Regions from separate parts of the Mus musculus genome. Here all the other regions are linked to region 2. Evidence: chromatin contacts called from public HiCAR-type and promoter capture Hi-C data. All regions are on one chromosome and are shown on one strand. Each heading gives the region's core, a stretch centred on a gene start, on an enhancer-like site or on the middle of the called end of the contact. The rest is flanking DNA. Distances are from core to core; before and after follow the strand shown.

Region 1 (6,708 bases), core at 2,532-5,031, 760 kb after region 2:
TTGGCTTTCCACTCCTTTCTAAGGCGGTACCTGATTAAAAACGTCCTTCTTACCCGGATGAAAGGATGGACCATGTAGAGACTGCCATATCCAGGGATCCACCCCATAATCAGCATCCAAACGCTGACACCATTGCATACACTAGCAAGATTTTATCGAAAGGACCCAGATGTAGCTGTCTCTTGTGAGACTATCCCGGGGCCTAGCAAACACAGAAGTGGATGCTCATAGTCAGCTAATGGATGGATCACAGGGCTCCGAATGGAGGAGCTAGAGAAAGTCCCCAAGGAGCTAAAGGGATCTGCAACCCTATAGGTGGAACAACATTATGAACTAACCAGTACCCCGGAGCTCTTGACTCTAGCTGCATATGTATCAAAAGATGGCCTAGTCGGCCATCACTGGAAAGAGAGGCCCATTGGACACGCAAACTTTATATGCCCCAGTACAGGGGAACGCCAGGGCCAAAAAGGGGGAGTGGGTGGGTAGGGGATTGGGGGTGGGTGGGTATGGGGGACTTTTGGTATAGCATTGGAAATGTAAATGAGCTAAATACCTAATAAAAATGGAAAAAAAAATTAAAAAAAAAAAGACCTCCTTCTGCTGGGACACTATTGCCCTCTTCTGGTTTTATGGGAGCACTACTGTCTTCTGCTTCTGGCATTAAAATTCCCTTCACCCACAGAAATGACTGTGGTCTTTTGAAGTTAGTCTCTGCACAAGGCATTGTCACTCCCTTTGGCATGATGGTGGAACTAAGGTTCAAATATCTTGCTATATCCATCTTTCTATGTTTGCACTGGATAGATAGATCGATAGGTGGAGGTAGGGTAATGAGGGCTACAGATCTCTCAGTCTTTGGTTTGCTGTTCATGGTTTCCTTATGGTTTTTGTTTTTGTTGTTATTCTTGTTCTTACAGAACATTTTGTTTTATAGGCATATGTCATTATAATAACATGGTTCAGTCAAAATGGTTTTATCCTTTGAAAATGGATTGTAGAGACAGGTTGAAATGTCAGAAGTAATATTTTCCTTATGATGTATTGGCGAGGCCATGACGCTTACGGGAGAGCATCCTATAAGTGAAAGAACGAGAATGCAGCCCTACCTTCCTCATTCAGGAGCTCCTGACTTTGAACATGTGATTGGACATCTCTGAGCATTGGTTTTGAAAACTGAACAAGGAATGCAACTTTGTCCTTTTTGTTTATAGAAAACACATTAGAGTATAATTCTCCTAATTCAATAGTAGTGCTTGATCAATTAAATGTTTTATGTGATAACAAGGAAAGTACTGGTGTGTAAAAATGTTGGTAGTATGAAGGAAGGCTATACTTAAGTCTTCTCTTAAAATTAATCTCATTGAATGTACCATGTATAAAAAATAGAAAGGTGACTACCAGGTTTATGAAACCATTCCCTGCCTGAATTTGTTCTGTACTGGAATTAATAATAATAATAATAATGATAATGATAATAATAATAATAATAAAATTTAATTTATTAAACCAAGCCAAAACATATTGTAGGTTTGTTGTTGTTGTTGATCTGACAGCCCTCAAAGATGTACATCTCACATTGTTTTGATATGCAAATCCTAAATTTGTTTTTATTTCAACTTGCCAATCTTTGCTACTCAAATCTTGAGCTGATCACCTCTGTGATTTCAAACCCTGAACCTTTGAATTCATATACTGATAAAAAGTGTCTTAAATCTCTGATTCTACTTTGCCACCCTCCTCACCACCATCCTTCTTCAATTGGCAAGTTTCACATTCAATTTTATCTCAATTGTCGAGATCCACCACTTTAATAGTATTTTACATAACTAATTCTGTACAACCACAAGCCTGCAGTTGCATAACTTTAGCTTCAGTAGTGCTGTACACTTCACAGTCAGGCAATGAGCCGTAATTAAGTTACTTTTTCTTTCAAAGCAGCCCCATGAATCTGCACTATTAGAAGGTAAATGCTCTTCGGGTGAGGAGGAAGAAGATTGATTTATTTGATGTGAAATAATTTTTAATCTTATCTTCAAAATGCTGCAATGCTTGATGGGTGTTCTGTTGAAGTTTACCCCTTTTTTTTCTCACTTAATGGTAACTTATGTCTTTAAAATGTTTTCTCAATTATTTCCATGATGTCTCAGATAGGAATCAGACCAAATTAAGCAATTATTAAATAGTAGTATAAGCGCCATAATGCTTGAGTAGTAATGACAAAAGGAGAAACAATGAAATGAAACATAATGTTGACCATCAAAGCATCCACAGCTTCCATGGTAGAAAGAAGTCTGTCCATGCACAAATCAATAAGCGGGGCAGAGAAAATAATTTTTTTTTTAAAAAAAATTCACAATTTAATCTAGAATGTACAAAAACTCTACCATATGGCACCTTGCTTCTTATCTGATTTGATTCATTTTAAGGCTACTTAATGAATTTTTAGATAACTCAAGCCAATGCAGGTATAGTAAGGAATGTTATTATAGTTGTCTTGACTCTCAGTTTGCACTTGCTACACTTGAGGCCTCCTCATAGTATTAGACAAAGCAAGGAAAACCCAGAGATGGAACCAAGCAAACAGTAAACATAACAGAGACAGCTGATCCAAACTGCAGTCTTTGTTCCCAATTGGACAGTCCCACTAGAGAAAACGAAAGCCTTCTTTAGCGAATAATGCATTTTACATAAATTTACTTATTTGTACTGCAATTAAAATTTAACAGGGAGCTAATGATAAATATACATTATAATTTTTCTTTTTTATAACAAAGTGTATGTTTGAACAAATTCAATAAGGAGCATAAAATAAACTATTTCAATGTTTGGACATTTATTTACTTACTTATTATTCATCCATTTGTAAGCCTGGGGATTAAGTCTAGGACGTCACATATGCTGGGCAAGTGCTGTACCACTGAGCTACATCCTCAGTCCTGGAGACTTACTTCTAAATGGAGAAATGTCACAGACTTTATGTCAGACATCTTTTTTATTGACAGCCATGGGGCTCATGGGACACTGATTGTGTCACTAGGCTGTCAGCACCACGTGGCTTAAAATTTTGATGGAAAAGTAGGAACTACAAATCCAGACAAGCACAACTTTTCACATGATATTTCATAACTCAAGATTCCATTCTCATTAGAACTCTCTTTCAGTGATATTACAAAAATTTGCCGAAATTGCGTTTTCAGAATGAATGCTGACTCTTCATATGTTCACTAAAACTGAAAACTGTCAGACTCTCTCAACCATCTACCTCCATAATCAGAAATATGGAAGCATGGGAATTTAAACAGGTTCCTCAAATAGGCCACCACTATTCCTGGTATACTTGTAGGTAAATAGGAAGAAAATTACATTGTGATTTCATTTTCATTTGTTTCAATGCTTAAATTTTCCTCTTGAAGATTCTCTTTAAAACCTGGGTATTAGAGATATTATTTTAATATTTTTGAATTTTTTTTAGAAATCTTTTTGTTGTCATCATTTCTGATTTAAGTTAAATGTGGTAAGCAAATAGATTTTGAACAATGTTTCTTTAATAGTATCTTGAAGCTTCTTAGCACAGAATACAGCTTGTTATGTTCTCCACCCCAACCCTATGTGTGTGTGTGCACGTGTTTGTTTGCATGTGTGTGTGTGTAAAGAACATTTTTTGTTCTTGTTGAAAATTACCTATGAAGGTGCAGTTGACCTTGCTGCCAGGCTGCTGTGCCACCTGCAGAACTTCCTGGGAAAGTTTCCACATTGTATTGTGAAACCTCCCTAGGGGTGAACTTCCCTGGATGCCACACTTGCCAGGTAAACACTGTAGGAGCCAGAAGAGGAAGAACACACCAGGAGGAGGGAGGTCTTTCTTCACGTGCAGGCTCCCTCTGCTGCTGAAGCTTGCTGGAAGGGGCTTTACTACATTAAGTTCCAGCATGGCACATACCCCCAAGAAGAGTGGATTTGAAGCTAATAGGTAGCTCTGGCTAGTGTGCCCAAAACAGAATCATGTGGAGAACTCTTGCTAATATTTATTACAATGTGGCTTGTTTTTATCACACGGCAAACTAGTAGGGGGGGTCATATCAGTAACAAAGCTAGAAATTCAAACTTCTTGAGGTAATCTACTTACTAAGTGGAATCATGTCACTTTCTTATGATTCTCCTTTACTACTTATAAATAAAATAAAACTGCTCTACAGATAAATGAATTTATCATTAGATGGTGCTATATGCCCATGTCATTTAATATTTTCCCAATAGCTAGCATTTTATTTTAATAATTGTGGCTTTATAAGTTTATGTAAAGGCAACTTGAAATTAAGAAATTTACAAATTACCTAAAATTTAAGTAAGATATGGCAAACTAGGTGCATTTTTTTTTTTAGCAGAACAGCAACAAAGCAAAGCAAAACCCTTAGAAAATGCACAGCTTGTGTGTGATTAACATTGACCTGTGAACATGTACCTTGGCTACACACCACTGTACCAGGTGAGTCTGTTGCTATTGCTGTGGGTGCTGGGCATCTTTCTCCCCATTTAAATCTGTTCATCTTGATAGGGCTAGAGATATCAGAATTTGAGCAATCTTAAGGCTGTAATACGAGAATCTGACCCATAGTAAGGTCCGCCTCCCCCCCACCCCCCATCTGTTACTGCATTCTGAATCATCTTTCCGTTCTCCATTTCTGAACTTAGAAAAAACTTGAATTTTTCTACCTGATCCAATAAATACCAAAAAGGAACAAAGTAAAGAATAACCTACTTGGACTTAGTGGCATTCATTCACTCATGCAAAATTATACGGTGTCATCATGTTGTCTAACAAAGCAGTCTGTAGTGAAAAAGATAAAATATCTAAAATTTCCTGAAGGAAGTGTTAAAGAAATAGTGCATATAAGGTAATTATGTATGCTTTATGTATGTGTGAGTGTATGTTCTAGAGTATAGATAGGGTCTCATCCTGCAGCCCAGAGTGGCATGGAAGCTTAGCTCTTCTGTATCCTTTTGAGTGGTAGGATCTCAGGTGGTTCTTAAGACCAAACAGATTAGTGTTGAAATATTTATTTTAACATCTTCAAAATGCATAACTTCTCGTTAAAACCTGAAGTTCCTGTGTATAGTGAACTGTGTATGCTCCTGTACGTAGCCATTTAATTTCAGAAGGCCTGTTTCCTTATCAGAGAGGGATAGGTGTGGATTCAGTGGTCTGTGTAAAAATTTGTTTTTGTTTGAATTTAAAAAGAAGTATGTTTTGAACATTTGAGAAGTAGAATTTAGATATTATAGCAGAACTTTTCAGATGTTTAGTGCCAGCATTACTGTCACACTTCCCTGACAGTTCCTCTGATATTCCATGAGATGGTGCTATGTCACTATATGATGAGTTCCTATTTGCTATTTCTCATAGCCTGTCACAGAGTTATGGGTTGTAACTATTATTTCAAAAACTATTACAGCAAAATGATATATATAATTTATAAGAAAACAATTAGTGATCAAAAATTACTATTTAAATTAAAAGTTGAAAATTTTCATTAAGTGACAGATAATAAGCATACTAATAATTGTGGAGCATATGTTAGTCTACACTGAGAACTGCCTTTCCAACTTAACATAAGCTTTCAAGTGTGACTGAGGAGTGATTGATTTAGTTATATAATAGATTTATAGGGAAAACATATCTTTCTAACTATGTGCAGTAGTCCTACTAGCTCATAAATGCTCCATGTCATCGGTACCTGCCTAAATAATAATTAACGTCAGCTATATCTATTAGAGGTCATAGAGTCAATCAGGAGATAAATACAGGATTAACCCGGGTTCAATCATAAAAATAGGAATTAACCATTTCAAGCAGATAGTGATTTGATATAGTATTGTTTTTCCCAGTGTTTGGGAAGGTTAAATAAATGAAAATGGTGATGGAGAAGGCAGGTATATTTTCGGAGACTCAGAGAGAGTGGGACTCATGTTTGTTGCCCTGTGTGGTGGATCAGAGGCAGACAATGATGACACCTCTCGGAGACAAAAAACAGCTGCCAATGCTGCTCTATAGAACTGAGGCTGTGATTTGCCTTGGGATGCGATGCCATTGTGACAGTCATACTGAGAGAGAATTCAAGGTGTTTGCTGCACAACTCATACCTGCTGAATCTCAATTCCTGATTGCAGGATTCTCTACCAATGTCTTATTTGTACAGGAGTTCAAGAAAATACATGGTAAGGAAATTAGGGAAGTAGTTCCCAGGTGTTTTAGTTAGGGTTTTACTGCTGTGAAAAGACACCATGACCAAGGTCAGTCTTACAAAATACAACATTTAATTGGGGTTTGCTTACAGATTTAGAGGTTCAGTCCATCATCATCAAGGTGGGAGCAGGGCAGCATCTAGGCAGGCATGGTGCACACAGAGTTGAGAGTTCTACATTGTAATCTGAAGGCTGCTAGTGGAAGACTGACCTCCAGGTAGCTAGGTGACACTCACAGTGACACATCCAACAGGGCCACACCTACTAATAGTGCCACTCCTGGGCAGAGCATGTATAAACCATCACACCAAGGTTGTGGCCATAATAATAAACAATACAATGTATAAGAGAGTCAAACAGTGCTTAGTGTTGCAAGCAATTCCCAGCACACATTGTGTGGGATGTTTGTAAAGGTCCACTACTCTTGACAGCTGAATGTTGTTGTCTTTTTAAAGATAATTT
Region 2 (6,790 bases), core at 723-3,222:
CTCCTCAACCATAAGCACTCTTCACTTCCTATCACACCAAATGTAAACTACCTGGTTAGATACTTAGTACTCATTTAAAAATGCCAATCATTGCCTGCCAGTGACCACTGCAGACCTGTGAGCCTGGCCCTTTGCAAGAACTGATCCACTAAATCTCCAAACTGAGAACTTCAAATCCAGGAAGTTGCAGACATAAATTTGCACTATACTCTCTGCTAAGGTCTTGCCCAGAGATTATCTCCCTCTTGGCCTGGATTTCCTACTTTCCAACATAAACTTTCCAGTTAGACAGGTTCCTTTGCCCATCGATTCCTTTCTTCCATCTGGAGAGCTTTCCTGATTTCCCCATCACATCTTTTTCCTAATTTTCTTTTAATGCTCAAGTTTAGGCTGCCATTGACATTTCAATAACTAAAAGCATGCCCTTCCTTCGTCATCGTGGCAAATGTCAGAAGCCCTACTTACTCAGATACTAAGGCAGGAGGATTGTTTAAATGTGCAGAAGTTTGGGACAGTTGTCTGCGCAATACAAAGAAACCCTGCCTCATACCCTCTAAAAAGGCATGCCTGTAGAACTCTCAAGCAATATGTGTAATACTCCTACAAGAGAAATATGGCTCAAAGGGGTTTGTGAAATCCTGGTTATTGTTCAACCTTTCATATCATTAGAATACAGCTGATCCTACACTTACAAGCTTGTTTCTTATATGTATGTGTAAGGCCTGAGTCCGATCCCCAGGAATAAGTGTACACACACACACACACACACACACACACACACACACACACACACTACTTGTTTGTTTTTATTTTATAAAAGGAAACAATAACTTCATGATAAACCAGATGAACAGGATCTTAAACAAACGTGCCTCCAGTTAGCCTTAGCAAGAATGCAACAGAGCAAGGACACACACCATTTGCATTAATTCTGCCACTAGGAAACCCGGGGAAAAAAAAAAAAAGACAAAACAAACAGCCCCACCCCCAACCAGATCAAGTTACTCCTAGAAAATAAACGACTCTTCTGAGCATTTGTAAACATAGCCCTAGGGAAGCAGAAAGACAGGTAGATCACTACCAAACCGGCTAGCCAAATCTATAAACTCCAGGTTCAGTGAGAAACCTGGAGGGCAATTGATGAAGACATCTGATAGGAACTTCTGGACTCCACATGAGTGCACGACAGACAGACGACACACATGAATGAAATGTAATCTAAAATTATTTTTTTAAATAAAAAAAGACTATGTTTTCCAGATTGTTGGTGCCGTGAAACCCTAAAGCTTTTCTTTGAAACATTTCTGTATGTCCTACTCAGTGGGCTGTCAGTAGTTGATTGCTAACACAAAATGTCTTTCACTTTCACTATTTCAGATTCCGTAACTGTTGTTATTAGAAAGGCCCCCTTGCCTCCTTAGAAATCGATGTAATGTACACATTCTTTAGAGTTCAAAACCTGTCAGGCATTTCCCATTACAAATCATCAAATCCATAAACCCAAATAATACATGTCCTTGAATTGAACCAAAACAACAACAAAAAAAGGAAACAACCATATGCGAGTTCAAGTACTATTGGAGAATTGAACCAATTGTTATTCCGTTATCAAATATACTTACTTATTTATTTTCAAAGAGTAGCTACAAACGTTTGCAAGGAAAAAAACAAAACCAAAACAAACAAAAAACCCAAACCAAATCAGCACAATCCTTTACAGTGAGTACTCATACATTTATCGACATTCAGAGAGCTTTCCGAAGTTAGAAAATTAACTCCATGCACCTTTCAGTGCGGGGGTGGGACGACTCTCCAGGGAACCCTCGCTCAGCCCTGCAGCCGGGAGGGGAGGGCGCACGGGGCGTCGCGCAGAGCCTGGCGCAGACCCCGCCCGAGCTGGCGGCACCGCCCTGCGGCCCGCAGTTGGCTGTCCCCGAGGCCCGCCCCACCGTCCCGCCGTCCGGCCGCCCCTCTGTCCGCCTGCCCCCGCCGCGGAGCCCGCCAGTCCCGTCCGCCGCCGTCCATCCCGCCATGGCTGCGCGCCTGCTCCTCCGCTCCCTGCGCGTCCTGAGCGCCCGCTCGGCGCCACGCCCGCTGCCCTCCGCCCGGTGAGTGCGGGTACAGCCTGGGGTACCGGCAGCCGGGGCGGCGGAGCTCTGGGGATGGGGTGTGACGCGCTACGGTCAAGCCGGGGCGACGCGGCCGGAGGAAGGGACCGGGCCTTCTCTCCGGAACCCGGGGCTGCCCGCTGTGGCGTGGAGAACTCGGGGTGTCCCCACCACGGTCCGCCGCGCCCCAAAAGGCAAGGCAACCCCTAATGCTCGCTCCAGGCCTGGGCCCCGCCCCACGTCCTACAGTGTCCCGTGAACTGACTTTGAAAGTGTTGTCCCAGCTTTAGCGGGAGCGATCACCCCCTGGGCGCTCTGCCACCGAGTAGTGCGACCTTTAGCCCAGTTGGAACGGAGACTGGGGACTGCCACCTGACAGTGAACTTGGGACTTGGTGTGCGGAGGCGGGGACCGGAAGACCAGAGCAACTTCAATCATCCCGACTCAGGCGTCCAGGCGTAGGCCCCATCTGATAAATTAGTTGTACACTTATTACTAAATCCTTAAACTAATTAAATGTAGAGGGATTAATGGGCAGCTCCCAAGAGCTTTAGAGACTTTTGGGGGTGTTTATACTGAGATCAAGTTTTACCTGTCTAAAAATCCATTCCTTGGATAAAGCAGACTGGAAGTGTAAAGCTTTGTTAATTATGGTGGCAGGACATTTAAATGAGCTAATTAGCACATTGTTGCGAAGTACAATACAGTGCTGTGGTAAAGCTTATCCATCCGGAGGAGACTTGGGAAAGTTCCGAGGACTTTAAGATAGGAATGCTTTTCTATTCTCCGGAGGAAGTGATGTTCTGACGCTCTTAAAATTAGAGCACCCTGAAGATGAACAGAGACACCTGCATCGGTGGCAAAGGACAGGCCAGCTGACTCATTGCTGGATGCTGCGAAAGGGTGTGTTCCTATTGTTCTAGCTTTTCTTATTTCTTTTTATGTTAATAATATTTCTGTATTTTTTTAATTAGAGAACCCCCCAAATGATCTTATTTTGATTCAAGTGTGGGAAGAAGCTCTGCCTTACAGAGGATTATTGGAGAATGGTCAGTGAGCCAGGAGCTATAGTTTTATCGTCACGGGTTTCTTAAAGGGTTATGAGTATAATGGCCAACGATCCAGTTGAAAGGCAGTCTGAGTCAGCATTTATGGAGCGAGGCCTAGGCTGAGCCCAAGAACGTTTACATCCAGCTGCCAGGGCCTGAGTGTGCCAATGGGTCATTTCATTTAGTCTGACTTTTTTTTATGTAAATGAGGCTTTAAAGCGGTGGCCCAGGCCTGTAATTCCCCCTCCACACACACTGGAGGCAGAGGCCAGGGGATCATGATGAATTTGAAGCTTCCTTGGAGCTGCTTAGTGAGACCCTGACTTAAAAGACAGAGAAAACAACGGACACTAGCCTGAAGGCTATTGATTTGTTCAGTACAGGTGTCTCCAAACTGAAAATTGATGTTTCACCAAACTTAACTGCCAAGTAAATGATAGCAGGAAAGTGTTTATTTATGCATTTCTTTTTTCTGTAGTTAGAAATATTACATTTTTTTTCTTAGCATATTATAGGGTGTACCATTTTAAGACCCAGACAGATTTACACACAAGTTCTCTACTTTATAGTGATAAACAATTCCACCTGAATCTCAGAAGCCTGGTATTCTAATCTCAGCGTTGCTTTTACACGGAGGACAAATATATACTTTAAAATGCTTACCTCATAGCAATAAATTGAAAGCAGTCATCTCAGTTATTAGGGATAAAATAAACTTTGTTGTGATCTGAGAAACCACCTGCAGGTCTTGTGCCTGGTTTTCTCTGACCTTTAAAGCTTGGATAGCAGTTTGGTGTCTCTGGTGACCGGTGTGACCTCACTGTAGGAAGTAATCACTAGGATTTGGCCTGTTCCTCTTCCCAGTTGCTTTCTCTTCCTAGTGTTTGTGGTTCAAGATGTGAGCTCTCGGCTTCTTGCCTGAGCCCTCTGTTTATTGTCATGCCTTCTGGCCCCAATGGTAGTAGACCCTTATCCCTCTGTAGCTGTAAGCCCAAGCAAACCCTTTCTTCCATGGCTATGGAATATTATCACACCAACAGAAAAGAACCCAATATAGTACCATATTTTCATCCTCCATTCATCTGTCTTTCCCTCAGTATATACTTTTGCCATCTTTATCAGAGATTAGGGAGTTAGAGATGCCAGCATCTATATTTGTGTCCCTTGTTCCATTGGTTTGTGCGTGTGCGTGTGCGTGTGCGTGTGTGTGTGTGTGTGTGTGTGTGTGTGTGTGTGTGTGTGTTTGCGTTCTGTTGCCCTTACTATGCTGTTTCTATTACAATGGCTTGGTAATGTAGCTCACACGCAGGGTGATGATACCTCCAGCAGTATTCTTTTGTTCAGGGTTGCTTTAGCCATCCTTGGTGTTTTGTGCCTCCATATAAATTTTAAAATCTTTTTTTTCCAACTTCTTTGAAAAATAGCCCAAGATTTTTTGTTGGGCCTGCGTTGAATTTGTAGATTGCTTTTGACAGGATGGCCATTGCCCTAATACTAATTCTTCTGAGCTGAGACCAGGAGGTCTTTCCATCTTCTGGTGTTGTCCTTTGTTTCATTCTTTGGTGTCTTAGTTTACATTGTAGAAGTCTTTTATTTCCTTGGTTAAGTTTATTCCTAGAAGAGAGGGAGAGGGGGAAGGGAAGGGGGAGGGGGAGACAGACCAAACTGGACTGTGTTCATGCTGTCTTTTTCAGTATATTTGCTATTGGCATATAGAAAACCTCTGAATTTTATGTTAACTTTGTATCCTGCTACTTTGCTGAAAGTGTTTATTAGCTCTGAGAATGTTTTTGGTGGAGTCTTTAGAGACTCCTAGGTAAATTCATATCATCTGCAAACAGATGTGTGGACTTCTTTCCCCCATTTGCATCGTATTTATTTTGTTTTCTTGTCTTATTGCTCTAGCTAAGTTTTCAAGCACTGCATTAAATAGGAGTAGAGTCATTCTATCTTGTTCCCATCTTAATGGGAATGGCTTGAGTTTTCCTAGCATGATGCTGGCTGTAGGTTTCCACCCCTAGCTTCTCTATGACTTTTATCATGGCTTTGTATGATTAAGAAATAGATGTTTTCTAGAAAAAAAAAAAAAAGACTAAAGAAAAAACAGGGCCTGACCAAGCCAGCAGACGTGAGAATTAAAAAGAAAAAAAGACAATTAGACAACATTGCAGCATGACCCCAGCCAGTTCTGAGGCTGAGGCAGGTTTATTTTTTTCCCAAACTGCTTTTATTCCATTTTAATTACTTGCAATTAATAAGGTCACTTCTAGGTTAAGGAACAAGCAAGACAATAAACACAGATAGCCAAGGACAAGCAAGGCAATAAAAAGTCCCATGATCTTTGTTTCTAAGGCTTATCAGGGTGGCTAAGATATCTGAGTCTACTTCCCTGTCCTAGCCCAGAATCAGATTCTTGCATGAAGCCTACTTCTCTATTCTAGTTTAAAATTAGGTTCCTACCTGATCTTACTTCCCTGTTCTAGCCTAAAATTAGATTACTACCTGAGTGTACTTCCTTGTCATGGCCCCATGTCAGATTACTGCCTGAAGCCCATTTCCTTGTCCTGGCCCAATGTGAGACTCCTGCCAGGCAGCACCAAAAAGCTCCCCACAAGGGTCCAGGAAAGGAAGAGAGAAACCTATGTTAGAACTTAACAGAAAGCAGAAATAAGTTTTCTCCACATTTTAATGTGTTACGACATTTTTAGAGACTCAGCCTTGGAGCAGTGAAAACTAGGACTGGCTTATTAGAGCTGCAGTAGCACTGGAGTTGGGGGGAGCCAGTGAGCACCTATGTCTATTGTGTCCCATTACAGAGATCTCACCGTGGCCTTAAAAGAGAAGAGCTTTGTGTCTACCAGAGTATGTAGATGTATTGGTACTTGTACCCATGTGATAGCCACAGACTTCCAGAACATCTCTTCCTTTGGTGACTAGACAGGCATCATCCTGGCCAGGTTTGCTAAGTTGCCCATCACCTGTATGCTGTGAAGGATCAAACCTTCGACCCTCATCAGCATGGTGGCCAACCTCGGTAAAAATGGCTTGCCCACTACTAAACAGAGTTACAGATTGCTAACTCAGACTAGAAGATCTTTAAGCCCTTCGTTTGCTCTCTAGAGCTCATTGGCTGCCTACCCAGTGCTGATGGGTTTTATATTCACTGGCAACTGCTTTGAACAAATAATGGTCAGGGTGTGTTCCAACAATGTCCAGAATACTTGCTGATACCAGTTCCCACTTTTTTTAAAAACAAAATCTCAATTGTTCAATTTTACCAATGAAGACTCAGGAACAAGATGCTGGGGTGAAAGCCTGGAGCTCAGAGAGGCAGAGAAAGTGCCCAGTTGACCTTTCTCCTCAGCTGACTCCCCAAAAGGAAAGGCAATCTTTCCTTGTCCAAAAAACCCTTAAAACTGATCCCGTCTACTTTGTATCTGTCCATCCTTCTGACTTCCTCTTAATCTCTCTCTTTTTTTTTTTTTTTCTTCTTCTTCTTATGTCCACTCCCGGTTAACTGGTTGCTTGCACTGCCTTTTGACCTGTGGTTAACTTTATTTAATCCTGTTTATAGTAAACAGAAAGGTCTTGGATTAAAGGTGTGTGCTAGGGCTGAGCCACACCATAACTAGA
Region 3 (6,889 bases), core at 670-3,169, 680 kb after region 2:
TTCAAAAGAGCATTGCATCAAGAGTGCAAATAACCAAAAAGTATACCAGATGCTTTAGTGTAAGGAGTATGTGTGTGTGTGTGTGTGTGTGTGTGTGTGTGTGTGTGTTTGTGTGGGGGGTGGGGTTGTGTGTGTATAAAACGTACAATGACTATTAATTGCAGAGATGATCCAAGGTCATCATGGATGAAGCTCGCTCATCTGGGTTGTCAGGACATTTTTGCCACCACCTTTAAGCCAACTGTATTTCCCAGTTACTTGCAGACTTCTGTGCCCTGTAGCTTCTTCCTTGGCACATGACTGTTTACAACCAAAGGTGCTATCGAAGGGCACTCAACAATGAACTTTATGTTGAGAATGGAATTGGTTTTTATCTATTCCTCTCCAATATGGAATTGATCTGCTCCCTTTAAAGGCCTTTGAAGAACTTAGTGGGGTTATAGAAAAAGGCTCTAACTAGGTTAAGTTAGGTCTGCAAATAATTCTCTAACAGAAAAAGAATGTAATGTATATTGTATTCATTTAAAATATTATGTTAGATAAGTGACTACTCCAATCTTCACCATTGGTTTCTGAGTTTTGAAATTTTATTCCTCTCTTGTGATTTAACATATTAGTGAATAAGATACAAATCTTGCTACAGGGATTTAGAAGGTATAATTAAATCTCTGAACGCTGTGAAAGATTTTCAAAAATAATCTTCTTTTACAACCTCAAAAACGTGATTGCTGCAAGTTAAATACAAGTCAAGCTGTGGTCTAGGCTACTCAGGAGGTTTGGCATCTGCCTTCTGCTTCACTTTGCTGTTTCATTAGGTACCAGGTTCATCAGACTCCTATTATTTTTCTTCTGTATGGTTCTCAGCTATGCCAGGCTTCTGCCTGTGTTGATGTTACTCCCTGTGTTTGAACACTCACCCACTTCCATAGCTTGGTATTTATTAATCTTGCAAACAAAGGCAGTGCATCCCACTGAAACCAAGCTCTTGACACGCGCGCACACACACACACACACACACACATATATGTTTATATATATATATATATATATATATATATATATATATATGTATATGTATATATGTATATATATTTGTCTCTGGGCATTCATTTTTGTTTTATTTGCTAACTTTGTGTCTTCCTGATAAAACATTGCCTCTTTGAGGGCAGGAATTTGAATGGCTTCTCCTGAAATTCTTCACACTCAGAAAAGTCCCTGCTCTACCTTTAGGATCTGAAGCCCTCATTTAGTAAATGAGTACACTGATGAATAATTGCATGTGAGGTAAGAACTATTGAGGCCACACCAGCTTTTCAGTCAAGTGGCAAAGGAAGAGTGAGTGAGCCTTCCTCTTCATATAAGTATCTCATTTACTGAAATGTACACAATCTTAACTGTTTAAAGATAAAGTTTTAGCCTCAGACTATCAAATTGAATCTGAGTGGAAGGGCAGAGAATAAGTTTCACTTTCTCTCTCAGCTTTGCCTGCTTGCAACAGTTAAGATGGTTCCCCTGTAAATGGCTTCCAATAAAGACACTTCTGAGAAAAACATGCTCAGAATTTGCCATCTGTGTACACGTAAAATCCTGTAAGGAATACTATCCTGTCTTCTCAGTGATAAAACAGGCACTCCCACTCTGATGGTCAAATATGTTCCTCGAGAGGATCAGGACACCCTACTCGGTACTCTGTAATAGACATTCGAATGCCTTCACTCCCCAGAGAGGGCTAGCGTTTCGGTCTTCAGCAGAGAGCATGTTTCTCTTTAAATATTTAAGCATTCTTTCTGCTTAATTTCTTTCCTCCAAGATGCACTTCATGCCTTTCAAATATTTGTCAACTGAAGACTCCACAATGCCTAAGCAGCGTGGGTGCAGGTGTAGTGCTACTGAACACAGTAACCATGGCAACGCCTAATTCCCATTTAATTTGCTATTTCCTTAGAAGAAGCAAAAACACAAGAAGGATGAAGCACTGTAGGCAGAGAAACAGGAAGGCACGCAGGAGTGGGACGGTGAGTGGGAATTAGACACAGACAGCGGCCTACAGGCTTTCTCCTTCACTTCCTTTAACTAAAAATGCCAAGGCCGGGGAAGCACAAAAACTATTTTTGAGAAAACACATTTATGGTGCTGCATATCAGAAAAAAAGTTCAACCTGGCTATTTTGGTTGGACTCTCTTTGTACATAGGACCAAGTTTAAACACAACCCCAGTGAACCTGAAGACCTCGGTGAAGATAGTTCAAGGTGATTTAAACTCCTTGGCTATCCAGGTCCCCTGAGTCTGGGCATTCCTCCCCAGAGTCTAAGCTTCTATCCTGAGATCCAAGCCACAGGAATGGCCCTGGGGCAGGAGCCTCTAACTGTTTCCTGGATCAGATTTAGTCTCTGAGCTTTCACAGGAGAAGCTGGCACACATCTAGTTGGAATGGCCCTAAAATTCCGAGTCCCTCCCACTTTTATATCCATTTGACAGTCAACTGAGTCACAAGACTGGGCAGGTACAACTGCCACCTTACTCCACCCTTAGCTCAGAAAACAGAAACATAAGTAGGTCTGGGGACACAGAGCCAGAGTGGCATGTGTCTTCTATGGCACCCCTTAAAAACAGTGAGTCTGGGCACAAATTACACAGTCTCATACCTAGTTCCAAATTAACTACCTTAGGAAAGTCACTCATTGGCTGCCTGCCTCAGCTGGCTTACTGATCCATCTTTCTCTGTCGAATACCTTTAGATTCATATATAGTTAGTAAAATCTTGACAGCCGATGCCCCTTTAGGGCACAAAAGAATTGCTTTAGGAATATACGATTTTTTGCTTCTCAATTTAAGTGATTCATTTTTTTAACAGGGTCTCATGTAGCCTCAACCTGCTCTGTTGTAAAAGTTGACTTGATCCTCTGATCCTCCTGTTTTCATCTGCTCTACCACGAGCTGTTGATGCCACGCTGGAACTCTAACTCGGGGCTTCCTGCAAGCACTTTACCAATTGAACTGTATCCCTGGCCTAGTCTGAACAATTTAAAATATTACGGACATAATATTTCCAGGCATGTAAGTACACAATCCTTTTTTAAAGGCAGTAAGTTCTCATGGTTACAAAATGCAGCAGTGCTGTTTACAATACAAATATATTAGGAAGGTCGAGGTGAAGATTGTATTTCAAAACAGGTTACTCATTTTAATGATTTGTATTAAAAAAAATAAAGAGCTATAGGCTCTTATAAATTCCCATGATGGTCCCTGTAAAATCCACAAGAGTCTGAAATCAGAATGTAGAGGACTGTACAAAGTTTTTGAAGCAACCAACCACACACATTTAATGTATTCCCACTCAAAAGGAAAAATGAACAAATGAGTAACAAACCCTACTCTGGGACACTCTGTACACACTTTATGAAGGAAGCCAACTTCAGCCTGAGTTACAATGTTTCACCCACAACCACACCATCCTATACTGGGACACTCTGCATACACTTTATGAATGAAGCCAACCTCAGCTTGAGTTGTAATGTCCCCATCATTTAAACAGTCATAGCCAAGTCAGAGTGGCAGCGTTGTTTCACTAGAGACTGAATGGTCTTCTAGTAGCTTTAGTACTTATGTTTTCTGTGCAGCAAAATTTCTGAAGTCCCTTCCATCCTCACTCCTGCTATTTAAGGGAATGTCAAGTGCACTGTCCAGGAAAAAGCTTTCAAGAGATAAGTTCAAATAACAAGTTGTTTTAATTGAGACGAGCTCCATCAACACTTTGCCTCTGAGCACAAACTTTAGCTTCATCCTTGGAACCAGTCTCTGCCAGATATGGGGACAACTATATCTTACAGTTTTCTGCTTACAGCAATGGAGTCCAGATCCCACTGTTGTAAAGTTTGTCAAACACATATGATACATTTCCCCCCCACACACATGAAATCATTTCTAGATTATTTCCAACACTGAAGACCATGCAAATGCTGTATACATATTTTTTTACGTTGTACTTTCCGGAGAATGACATGGGGAAACCTGTATTATGTTCAGGACTTTTTTAAAAATATTTTTAATCGGGGGCTGGAGATATGGCTCAGCAGTTAAGAGCACTGACATCTCTTCAGAGTTCAATTCCCAGCAACCACATGGTGGCTCACAACCATCTGTAATGGGATCTGATGCCCTCTTCTGGTGTGTCTGAAGACAACAGCTACAGTGTACTCATATACATAAAATAAATAAATAAATCTTAATATATACATATATATGTATGTGTGTGTGTGTGCACGCGCGTGCGTGTATAATCTGCCACTGGTTAAATTACACACAGAGGGCTATAGATGTTGAGAACCAGTGTACTTTTAAATTCACATGCTGTGCTTTGCTTTCCTTTAAAAAATGCTTCTTACTTTTCATATAAACTGAATACTAAACTTCTCATGTGGAACTTTGTAGCATGTTTTTAAATTAAATAAAAAATCCAACTGACTAATTAACAGTTGATCTCAAATATAAGAAACTATGTGTACACACGTACATGTGTGCATGTATGTGGACATGTGTGTGTATGTCTTTGAAAATAATCATACATTCACATACCACTGCTCCCATTTTAGTCCTTTGTAAAACACAAAATAGGTAAAGTTAATGGGCTAATAAGTTGTTACAGATACTATAATAAAGGAACTATATGAGGAAGACTGATATTTTTCTTCAAACAATGAGAAGTACGTGTGGTGGATAAGGGGATCAGAACTGTTCATTGCTATGCCCCATGGCATTTCAAAACACAGGGAATTTCTAATTAAATCCTAAAGCCACTTTCTCCCTATTTCATAAATGAGAAGTTGCTTATCCACTCAAAAGTAGGCTTCAAAGTATTAGTACTTTCATCCTGCTCAAGAGAATACAAAGAAAACAACAACTAAGTTACTATTTTTAGAGGTAAGATAGACAAATTTAGTAGGAAAACTTCAAAACTGGTATGATACACAAACCTACTAGTAAGCATTCAAAGCTGAATGTTATAGAGCTGCTTTTGTGCTCCTCGCAATGGTGCTGTAGCATTCTTTCCAATCCAAAGTGAGACCCTTTCTCCTACCAATCCATTAAAGCATATCAGTGCTACAGCATGTACAGTGAATTTACCGTGGACCTACTTACAGTAAGAAAATAAATGGTTACAGTTGTTGTGGCAATACAGTGTCCTAACCATCCTCAGTTACAAGAATGAAATGCAAAGGCTTCATGCTGACACAATGTATTCTGTCTCCACAAACCCATATGTAAGCTTACTCCCAAGCCTTCTTTAAACTTAAAAGATCTATACAGTTACTGGATGAAATGTAGTAGTGGATATTCAAGCATTGTGCTTCATGGTCATTTTCAGGTAGATTCTAGATTAGCTACAAATAATGTTATATAGATAAATGAAATTAGAAATATTTTACTTAATTTAAACTTAGTTTAGCATGTATTGATTGATCCAGTGTATTTGGTGTATATCAGTGGGTCCATCTAACCCATCTAATGATGAGAATAGACTGCCAGTAGCCATTGTTCAAGTGAACGTAAAAACAAAAAGCAGCAACAAGGAAAACTCAACCATTACACTTGTGTCAGGTGAATCAAATAATTTTTAAAAATCATTTGATCATCCAAACTTTTTACTTTGAAGAAATGATTCATCTCAATGTAGCACTGTAGCCTGAAAAGTATTTTTTAGATAATTTAAAGAAATGTGATGAAGCCTGGTGGTGGTGGCATAAGCTTTTAAACTCAGCACTCTGTAGGCACAGGTACATGGATCTCTGTTGATGCGAGGCCAGCCTGGTCTACTGAGTGAGTTCTAGGACAGCCAGAGCTACACAGAGAAATTCTGTATCAGAAAGAATGAATGAAAGAAAGAGAGAGAGAGAGAGAGAGAGAGAGAACAGAAGAGAGAGAGAGAGAGATAGAGAGAGAAAGAAAGAAAGAAAGAAAGAAAGAAAGAAAGAAAGAAAGAAAGAAAGAAAGAAAGAAAGAAAGAAAGAGGGAGAGAGGAAGGGAGGGAGGGAGGGAGGAAAGGAAGGAAGGAAGGAAGAAAGGAAGGAAGGAAGGAAGGAAGGAAGGAAGGAAGGAAGGAAGGAAGGAAGGAAGGAAGGAAGGAAGGAAGGAAGGGAAGAAGGAAGGGAGGGAGGGAGGGAGGGAGGGAAGGGAGAAACAAAGGTGAAGAGAAAATAATTGCCATGAGTAACTATCAATTAAATAACATGCCTAAGGGCTACGAGGTTGTTCAGTTTGTAATGTGTTTGCTGTCTAAATATGAGGACCAGAATTTAGATCTCCAGGGCTCACAAGAATCCAAGTGCAGAGACACTTGAGGTGAAGAGTTGAGAGAAGTGGATCCAGTGAGCTCGTGGTTCAGTGAGCAAGACTGTCTGCCCCTTTCCCAGAGAGAGAGCAGTTGAGAAAGGCCCCTAGTATCATCCTGTGACTCTGCATATATTGTACTAGTTCAAGTAACAATCAATAGGGACACACAAAGCAGCAACTTGTCTTTCTGATTTGGAATGTCTCACTGAGGTAGGATGCTTCATGAGGAAGCATTAGAGACAAGTACAAGACTATGCCTAGGAGATACAAAAAGTATGTTCAAAGATAGGACCAAAACGGGGATGGAGTCTTAAGAAGAAGGAATCCAATTAAAGCTGCATGTTAAAAGAGAAATAGAAACATAATGGTAAATAATGTTTATCCAAAACAGCAGCTGTATTTTCATTTTCCAATGGTCAGTGATGTTTTTGTTGTCTGTTCACTTAAAAGTGGATATTAGCCAACAAAGTACAGGTCAACCACGCTAGAGTCAACAGACCCAAAGAAGCCAGAAGGGGAAACAAAATAGTTATTGGAGGTTGATGGAAAGAGGGCATTG
Region 4 (7,159 bases), core at 1,495-3,994, 580 kb after region 2:
AGAGGAACTGTGGGAGGGAGGACCGGGAAGGGGTCCATGACCAGAATGTAAATAAATAAAATAATTAAATTTTTTAAAAAATGTAGAATACTATGTGAAGCTTGTATTGGCTTCAGTTAATATTATTTTAGAGGCTTTGTGGTTAGGTACCATTCTCCCTAATTGAAAAAAAAAAACTGAAATACTGAAGAATACTATAATTTTTGTTTCTGTAGAATTATGGAGTGTTTGTTCTCTTTTATCACTAATAGATACTTGTTATTATAATAACAATATAGTTATAGTAAAATAACAAGTAGTGGGTCACCTACTATGGTTTCTGGGCTTGAGGTTACATATACATCATCTATGGATTTAGGAGAAGAGATCTGAAAGTAAAAAAGAGAGAGAAGGGAAGAAGAAAAAAAGAGAAGATAAAGGAAGAGAAGGCAAGGGAAAAAGAAAGGACAGTTATTCAAAATAACTAGTTATAAGAAATGCATCCTATTCTTTTGGAAATGGTGTCTTCTGAATTTGGGGAGACTATGCTATTATGTCCATCATGTCATCAATTCAGTAGTACGTTACTGTTACTTGACTTAGTGAACCTCACAAAGTAAGTCTGTAGAGTTTGCTTGAAAAAACAAATTTAGAGAAATTGCAAAGTGAAAAATCAAGTGTGGTAGTCAATCCTGCCCTACTCCTGACTCTCCTATTTCAGCATCTGTACCACATGGAGAATCTTAAGCAACTATGTCACAGGGCTGCAGCCACATACTTCTGAATCAGTAGACCTGAGTAAGGCTCAGAACTTGCTTTTCCAATCTTTTAGATGATGTTGCTGGTGGTGATGGAGGGAACACAGTGGGAAAAATCACTGTAGTACATCAAGGAAGAACAAAAGGATGCTAAAATCAGAATACAGCTTTCACCCCTATGACAACATGGCCACACATGGTGTAGTATTAGGCATCAAGAAAGCTCTGGAAGCATAAATTTCTTCATCCACCTCCCTTGCCCTTATTGTCATGAAGGAAAGTAACACAAGAAAGAAAACGTGTGAGAATTAAAAAAGAGAAAAGAAGAGGCTAAGTTCATGTGTGTTCAAGAAGGAAGATTAACACAAAGGACACAGCCAATCAGTGAATGAGCTTAGTAACTGAATTTATTCATTGAATTAATATTCATTAGCACTGTGCTGGATAGTTTTATGTCACCTTGACAGAAGCTAATGTCATCTAAGAGGAGGGACCCTCAAGTAAGAAAATACTTCCAAAGGATCAGGGTTGGGGGAAGCCTGTGGCGCATTTTCTTAAGTAGAGGTATGTATAAAAGAATCCAGCCCATTATGGGTAGCGTCATCCCTGGACTAGTGGTCCTGGGCCCTCTAAGAAAGCAGGCTGAGGATGCTATGAGCAGCCGTCCAGTAAGCAGCACTCTTTCATGGCCTCTGCATCAGCTCCTGCTTTCAGTCAGGTACTGGACCTGTTTGATTTCCAGCCTTGACTTCTTTCAGTGACAGATTGTCTCCTGAAAATGCCAACTGAGAGAAACCTTTCCTCCCAAGTTGCCTTGGTCAGAGTGTTTCATCACAGCAATAGAAACCCTGACTAAGAGAGTACTTAGCATGTGTCATAAGCTGAGCTAGGTGTTAGTGACTCACTAGGGATCAAAGAAGAACATTTCTGATATCATGAGTGTGCTAGGTAAATGAATCAAAAATAATTACACAAAAAAACCAAAGCAAGTACATCAATAATGCATAGTTTCTCCGAGGGAAAACATTGGCTCTAACAGGTAGAGGACGAAGGGTTCTTTGTTTATACAGGAGGGAGGCTGGCTGCCAGGTATCAGATGTAAGAGTTGCCATGACTAAGCAACTAAGCAGAGACTAATCCTACTTCCAATGTTAGCAACTTCTTATCTCCTACAGCAGAGCTAGTAGAAAGGACTGCTGATGGATGAGTGGAATTCATGGGAAACAGATGCTACAGCCATGTATCTGAAGGCTCCTTGTGAGGTGGATCCGAGAGAGAGAATAGGAAGCATGCATTGGCTTGGCAGGCCATTGGCTTTAGTCAACCACATCTTTACCATCTATGCAGTTCAGGGCAGGCTGAGGATGGAGCACATTGTGTTTCCCAGATCTGAAGAGAAGCTCTTCTACCACACCACTCACCACCAGAGGGAGGGTTGCTGTTTGATTTTAGTGAACATTACATTTTTTACTGTAGCGACAACTCCGTCTTTCACTTCCAGGATAATAGAGAACAGAACTGTAAGGATCTGGCACAAACAAGTTACATGGCAAATCCAATGCATTCGAAGGCTTTGGGTTTTTTGGTTTTTTTGTTTGTTTGTTTTTTGTTTTCAATATACAGTGGACAAAGTGAAGGTAGGAAAGAATAACTTGCTCCCAGAGAGAATCTGTTTGTTTTTTAAACCCTTATATCCTGTAAGGGAAATGTACATTATCTAAGTGCATAGCAACTTATACACCAAAAAAAAGAAAAAAGAAAAAGAAAAAAGGAAAAGAAAAAGAAAAAGAAAAACCAACCAACAATCAAAGGCCTGGAAAAAACCCTCAGCTGCACTCCCATACCTGCTGTGTGTTCAGATGTGGACTCTGTGAGTGAGAGTTCCCAGTTGCTTCTGAATTTGCACGTGCTTGCTTAGTGAAATCTGCTATGTATGCTCCCATTTCATCTTTCAGTTTCTGCATTTTCAGGAGATCACTTCCCAGACACCCAGTTTCCTCTTTTAAACCACAGCTGCACAAGGCTAACTGTTCTCCCCCAAAGCACAGACTCAGGAGAAAACTCTTCGGGCATCCCTAATCTACTGTTGGTGAAAAAGATTTTCAGGATTACCAAGCTGGTTTTTAAAGCCTAAGGTATGTTAGATGATATAAAAATGTCTCTCCTCAGTATGGATTTTTAAGCTTTGAAAACATTCGACTCGTGGCATGCCATAAGAATCCCATTTTGACAAAATGAAAAACAAAAAACTATCTATCTAGAAAAAATATAACTGAATGCATTGGTGGAAAGTAAATGCAAAAATAGAACTGGCTGAAATCCAGTAGCCACAAGAAAAGAAATACTGCAGGAAATGGAACTAATTGGTTCCTCTACCAAGGTTTTTGTCTCCCCACAGACTTTTGTAATGGAAAGAAATGAAAAAGAAACCTCAAAGTAATGCAGAAACTGAAAGCTTGAACAAAGTTATCTATACAGTCTTGTGCATACAGAATTTCATATGAATACATTTTGGGAAAGAAAAAATACAATTTGTATCTGATGAAATTTCTCTTTTTAAATAGTTTTACTAATTTTTGGGAATATATATGTATATATAAATAATCATATTTATTATTTTCTCTCAAAACTTTCCACATTCCCCCCATTCTCAACCAACCCAACTTTGTGTCCATTTATTTCTCTCATTGAAGCAAATTTGTACCACTCCTCACATCTTGGATGCATGGCTTTCCCACACATAAGCATGGTTGACCACCAGAGGCAACATTCTTAGAAAAAATGGTCCCTCATTGTCTCAGCATCTGACAATTGCTAATAGATATTTGGCTAAGGGTGTCTTCCCATAGGCTAGTAACACTTTAGCTAGCTGGGATAAAAGTATTGGGAATTGAGTCTATGTGATTATGCCATGACAACTTTACCAAAGATAACACTATCTTTTCCCCCAAAATATCAAATTTTCAGACTATTAATATAGTAATTAATACTATATAAAACTGAAAAGCAGTATTTGAACCCAAGTCAATAGGTCCATACTGTTTATATGTGCACCCTGTGAATTATATTACTTAATTTTTAAAAATTCTCACCTTGACTACCTTCTTACTGTTTTCAGATAAAACATACTATCTTATTTATGAAAAAGATTATGGCTGCTTATGCCTGTAGAAAATTCATGTTCCTAAAATCTTATATAAATTTTATTAAAATTAATTAATAGAGATAAATTAGAACTTCAGAAGTGAGGCCCTTTATGAATCACTGAACATCTGAAATGCCTCCTCAAGGTTTCCATGGCAACCTTTCTAGACTACAAAAATAACCTGTGAAACAACATTGACACATACCACAATGCATAGCTTTTGATGCATAAATGGCTTCCTGTATTAAAAAGGTGAACCCAAGGTAAATTTTAAATATTTAGTAAAGGTAGAATCGAAGTAGACCAGGCACGACGAGGCAAGCAGTGGGCCTTTGCATTTGTAAGGAAGGAAGGAGTTGGAGGCTCAGTCTGGAGAGACTCATTTCTGTGAGCACCCTTTTTATGTACAACCATAGTTAGTCATAGCTTGTCCAAATAGAATTTTTATAAGTTACGCTTGATATATAAACAACAGTAAGCATCTCACACCAAGACTGTAGAAGAAAAATCTGGAAATCTAGGACATCCAGACCACCTGGCAAGGGAAAAATAAATGTATAAAATGCCAAAAGGTAATATGAAGGTCTGAAGATTTTTCTCATGCCCTATCAAGGGATTTCTTCTCATGTATCATGATCCTTAAAGGTATAGATTACAGTTTGACTGCTGAACCTGACAGGGCCATCAGTGTGTATGAAGCTCCCCATGTTGGCCAGAGGCCAGGTAAGTATACTTGCCATCTATGTATTCCAGCCTCCACCATTCATTAGAGCAGGCAGCAGTGTTTCAGAGGGTGGCTAGAAAGGAATAAGTGGAATGAGAGAGAGGCACTAAAGGCACTGGAGTGCCATGTACCACCCCAAAGCAGCCACATCAAGAGTTACAGCGAGCTCCAGACAGCCGGCCACCTTCCTGGTGAGAGCACGGGGTCTGCCTGGCCTGAGAGGTTTATGGCACAGGCGCCGGCGGGAGCCTTCTTGGCTCCGGGACTCCGCGGAGGGCAGGCTGCACGGGTGACCGTGTGGAATACAGAGTGCCAGCTGTTTCCGGGACGGGCGAGAGAGTCGCAGAGCTTCTGGGCGGCGCCATCTTCAGCTCCAGACAGCCGGCCACCTTCCTGGTGAGAGCACGGGGGTCTGCCTGGCCTGAGAGGTTTGTGGCACAGGCGCCGGCGGGAGCCTTCTTGGCTCCGGGACTCCGCGGAGGGCAGGCTGCACGGGTGACCGTGTGGAATACAGAGTGCCAGCTGTTTCTGGGACGGGCGAGAGAGTCGCAGAGCTTCTGGGCGGCGCCATCTTCAGCTCCAGACAGCCGGCCACCTTCCTGGTGAGAGCACGGGGGTCTGCCTGGCCTGAGAGGTTTGTGGCACAGGCGCCGGCGGGAGCCTTCTTGGCTCCGGGACTCCGCGGAGGGCAGGCTGCACGGGTGACCGTGTGGAATACAGAGTGCCAGCCGTTTCTGGGACGGGCGAGAGAGTCGCAGAGATTCTGGGGCGGCACCATCCTCAGCTCCAGACAACCAGCCACCTTCCCGGCAAGAGCCACAGAGCTTCTGAGGCTGCGACATCTTCGACTCCAGACAACTGGCCACCTTCCTGGCCAAAGCAACACAGCTTTTGGGAAAGATCCTGTTTTGGGCCTTCACCTTCAGCCAGGAGGAGGTCCAAACACCAGATAACTGTACACCTTCCCTGAGAGAGGAGAGCTTGCCTACAGAGACTGCTCTGACCACTGAAACTCAGAGAAGAGAGCTTGTCTCCCACGCCTGCTGATAGAGGGTAACAAAATCAACAGAGGAACAATCTTTTAACAAAGACAACTATAACAACTAACTCCAGAGATTGCCAGATGGCGAAAGGTAAACGTAAGAATCCTACTAACAGAAGCCAGGACCACTCACCATCATCAGAACCCAGAACGCCCACTTCGCCCAATCCAGGACACCCTAACACACCTGAAAAGGTAGACCTGGATTTAAAAGCATATCTCATGATGATGGTAGAGGACATAAAGAAGGAATTCAACAACTCACTTAAAGAAATACAGGAGAACACTGCTAAAGAGTTACAAGTCCTTAAAGAAAAACAGGAAAACACTGCTAAAGAGTTACAAGTCCTTAAAGAAAAACAGGAAAACACAACCAAACAGGTAGAAGTCCTTATAGAAAAACAGGAAAACACATCCAAACAGGTGATGGAAATGAACAAAACCATACTAGACCTAAAAAGGGAAGTAGACACAATAAAGAAAACCCAAAGTGAGGCGACGCTGGAGATAGAAACCCTAGGAAAGAAATCTGGAACCATAGATGCCAGCATCAGCAACAGAATACAAGAGATGGAAGAGAGAATCTCAGGTGCAGAAGACTCCATAGAGAACATCGGCACAACAATCAAAGAAAATGGAAAATGCAAAAAGATCCTAACTCAAAACATCCAGGAAATCCAGGACACAATGAGAAGACCAAACCTACGGATAATAGGAGTGGATGAGAATGAAGATTTTCAACTCAAAGGACCAGCAAACATCTTCAACAAAATTATTGAAGAAAACTTCCCAAATCTAAAGAAAGAGATGCCCATGAACATACAAGAAGCCTACAGAACTCCAAATAGACTGGACCAGAAAAGAAATTCCTCCCGACACATAATAATCAGAACACCAAATGCACTAAATAAAGATAGAATACTAAAAGCAGTAAGGGAAAAAGGTCAAGTAACATATAAAGGCAAGCCTATCAGAATTACACCAGATTTTTCACCAGAGACTATGAAAGCCAGAAGAGCCTGGTCAGATGTTATACAGACACTAAGAGAACATAAATGCCAGCCCAGGCTACTATACCCAGCCAAACTCTCAATTACCATAGATGGAGAAACCAAAGTATTCCACGACAAAACTAAATTCACCCATTATCTCTCCACGAATCCAGCCCTTCAAAGGATAATAACAGAAAAAAACCAATACAAGGACGGGAACCACGCCCTAGAAAAAACAAGAAGATAATCCATCAACAAACCTAAAAGAAGACAACCACAAGAACAGAATGCCAACTTTAACAACAAAAATAACAGGAAGCAACAATTACCTTTCCTTAATATCTCTTAATATCAATGGACTCAATTCCCCAATAAAAAGACATAGACTAACAGACTGGCTACACAAACAGGACCCAACATTCTGCTGCTTACAGGAAACCCATCTCAGGGAAAAAGACAGACACTACCTCAGAGTGAAAGGCTGGAAAACAATTTTCCAAGCAAATGGTCTGAAGAAAC

What was found. Promoter capture Hi-C pulls out the DNA fragments that hold promoters and counts their contacts. HiCAR-type assays count read pairs that join an accessible place to other places.
Region 1: a contact with region 2 is called in a promoter capture Hi-C map of pre-B cells, with 4 times the contacts expected there. The contact joins the enhancer-like site here to the promoter of Acadl in region 2. A contact is called at or near these places in 19 of 39 promoter capture datasets (the 3T3-L1 cell line, 3T3-L1-derived adipocytes, the C10 cell line and 11 more) and 5 of 115 datasets of contacts at active chromatin or transcription factors (astrocytes, embryonic forebrain, large pre-B cells and 2 more).
Region 3: a contact with region 2 is called in a HiCAR-type map of astrocytes, with 2.3 times the contacts expected there. The contact joins the enhancer-like site here to the promoter of Acadl in region 2. A contact is called at or near these places in 8 of 39 promoter capture datasets (3T3-L1-derived adipocytes, the C10 cell line, the HPC-7 cell line and 4 more), 4 of 484 Hi-C or Micro-C datasets (embryonic stem cells, gonadal supporting cells and pre-B cells) and 6 of 115 datasets of contacts at active chromatin or transcription factors (astrocytes, embryonic hindbrain, large pre-B cells and 2 more).
Region 4: a promoter capture Hi-C map of pre-B cells shows a contact between it and region 2, with 3 times the contacts expected there. The contact joins the enhancer-like site here to the promoter of Acadl in region 2. A contact is called at or near these places in 4 of 39 promoter capture datasets (the C10 cell line, frontonasal cranial neural crest and pre-B cells) and 1 of 115 datasets of contacts at active chromatin or transcription factors (large pre-B cells).

The regions. Positions count from the first base shown.
Region 1 is chr1:66,098,679-66,105,386 of GRCm38.p6, reverse strand. No RefSeq gene overlaps it. Among named protein-coding and RNA genes, the nearest start is that of Gm51629, 130 kb to the left of the region's middle. Within about 2 kb of position 3,781, at least 7 of the 459 cell types and tissues checked have an H3K27ac peak or open chromatin away from gene starts, as enhancers often do.
Region 2 is chr1:66,858,491-66,865,280 of GRCm38.p6, reverse strand. Acadl (acyl-Coenzyme A dehydrogenase, long-chain) reads left to right here and starts at 1,972. Exons shown (of 11, transcript NM_007381.4): 1 at 1,972-2,108. The coding sequence starts at 2,032.
Region 3 is chr1:66,182,276-66,189,164 of GRCm38.p6, reverse strand. It overlaps a transcript of Map2 not described here. Among named protein-coding and RNA genes, the nearest start is that of Gm51629, 45 kb to the left of the region's middle. Within about 2 kb of position 1,919, at least 44 of the 459 cell types and tissues checked have an H3K27ac peak or open chromatin away from gene starts, as enhancers often do. A contact at or near this core is called in astrocytes and second pharyngeal arch cranial neural crest, where this site is marked.
Region 4 is chr1:66,275,351-66,282,509 of GRCm38.p6, reverse strand. It overlaps a transcript of Map2 not described here. Among named protein-coding and RNA genes, the nearest start is that of Gm24729, 27 kb to the left of the region's middle. Within about 2 kb of position 2,744, at least 44 of the 459 cell types and tissues checked have an H3K27ac peak or open chromatin away from gene starts, as enhancers often do. A contact at or near this core is called in pre-B cells, where this site is marked.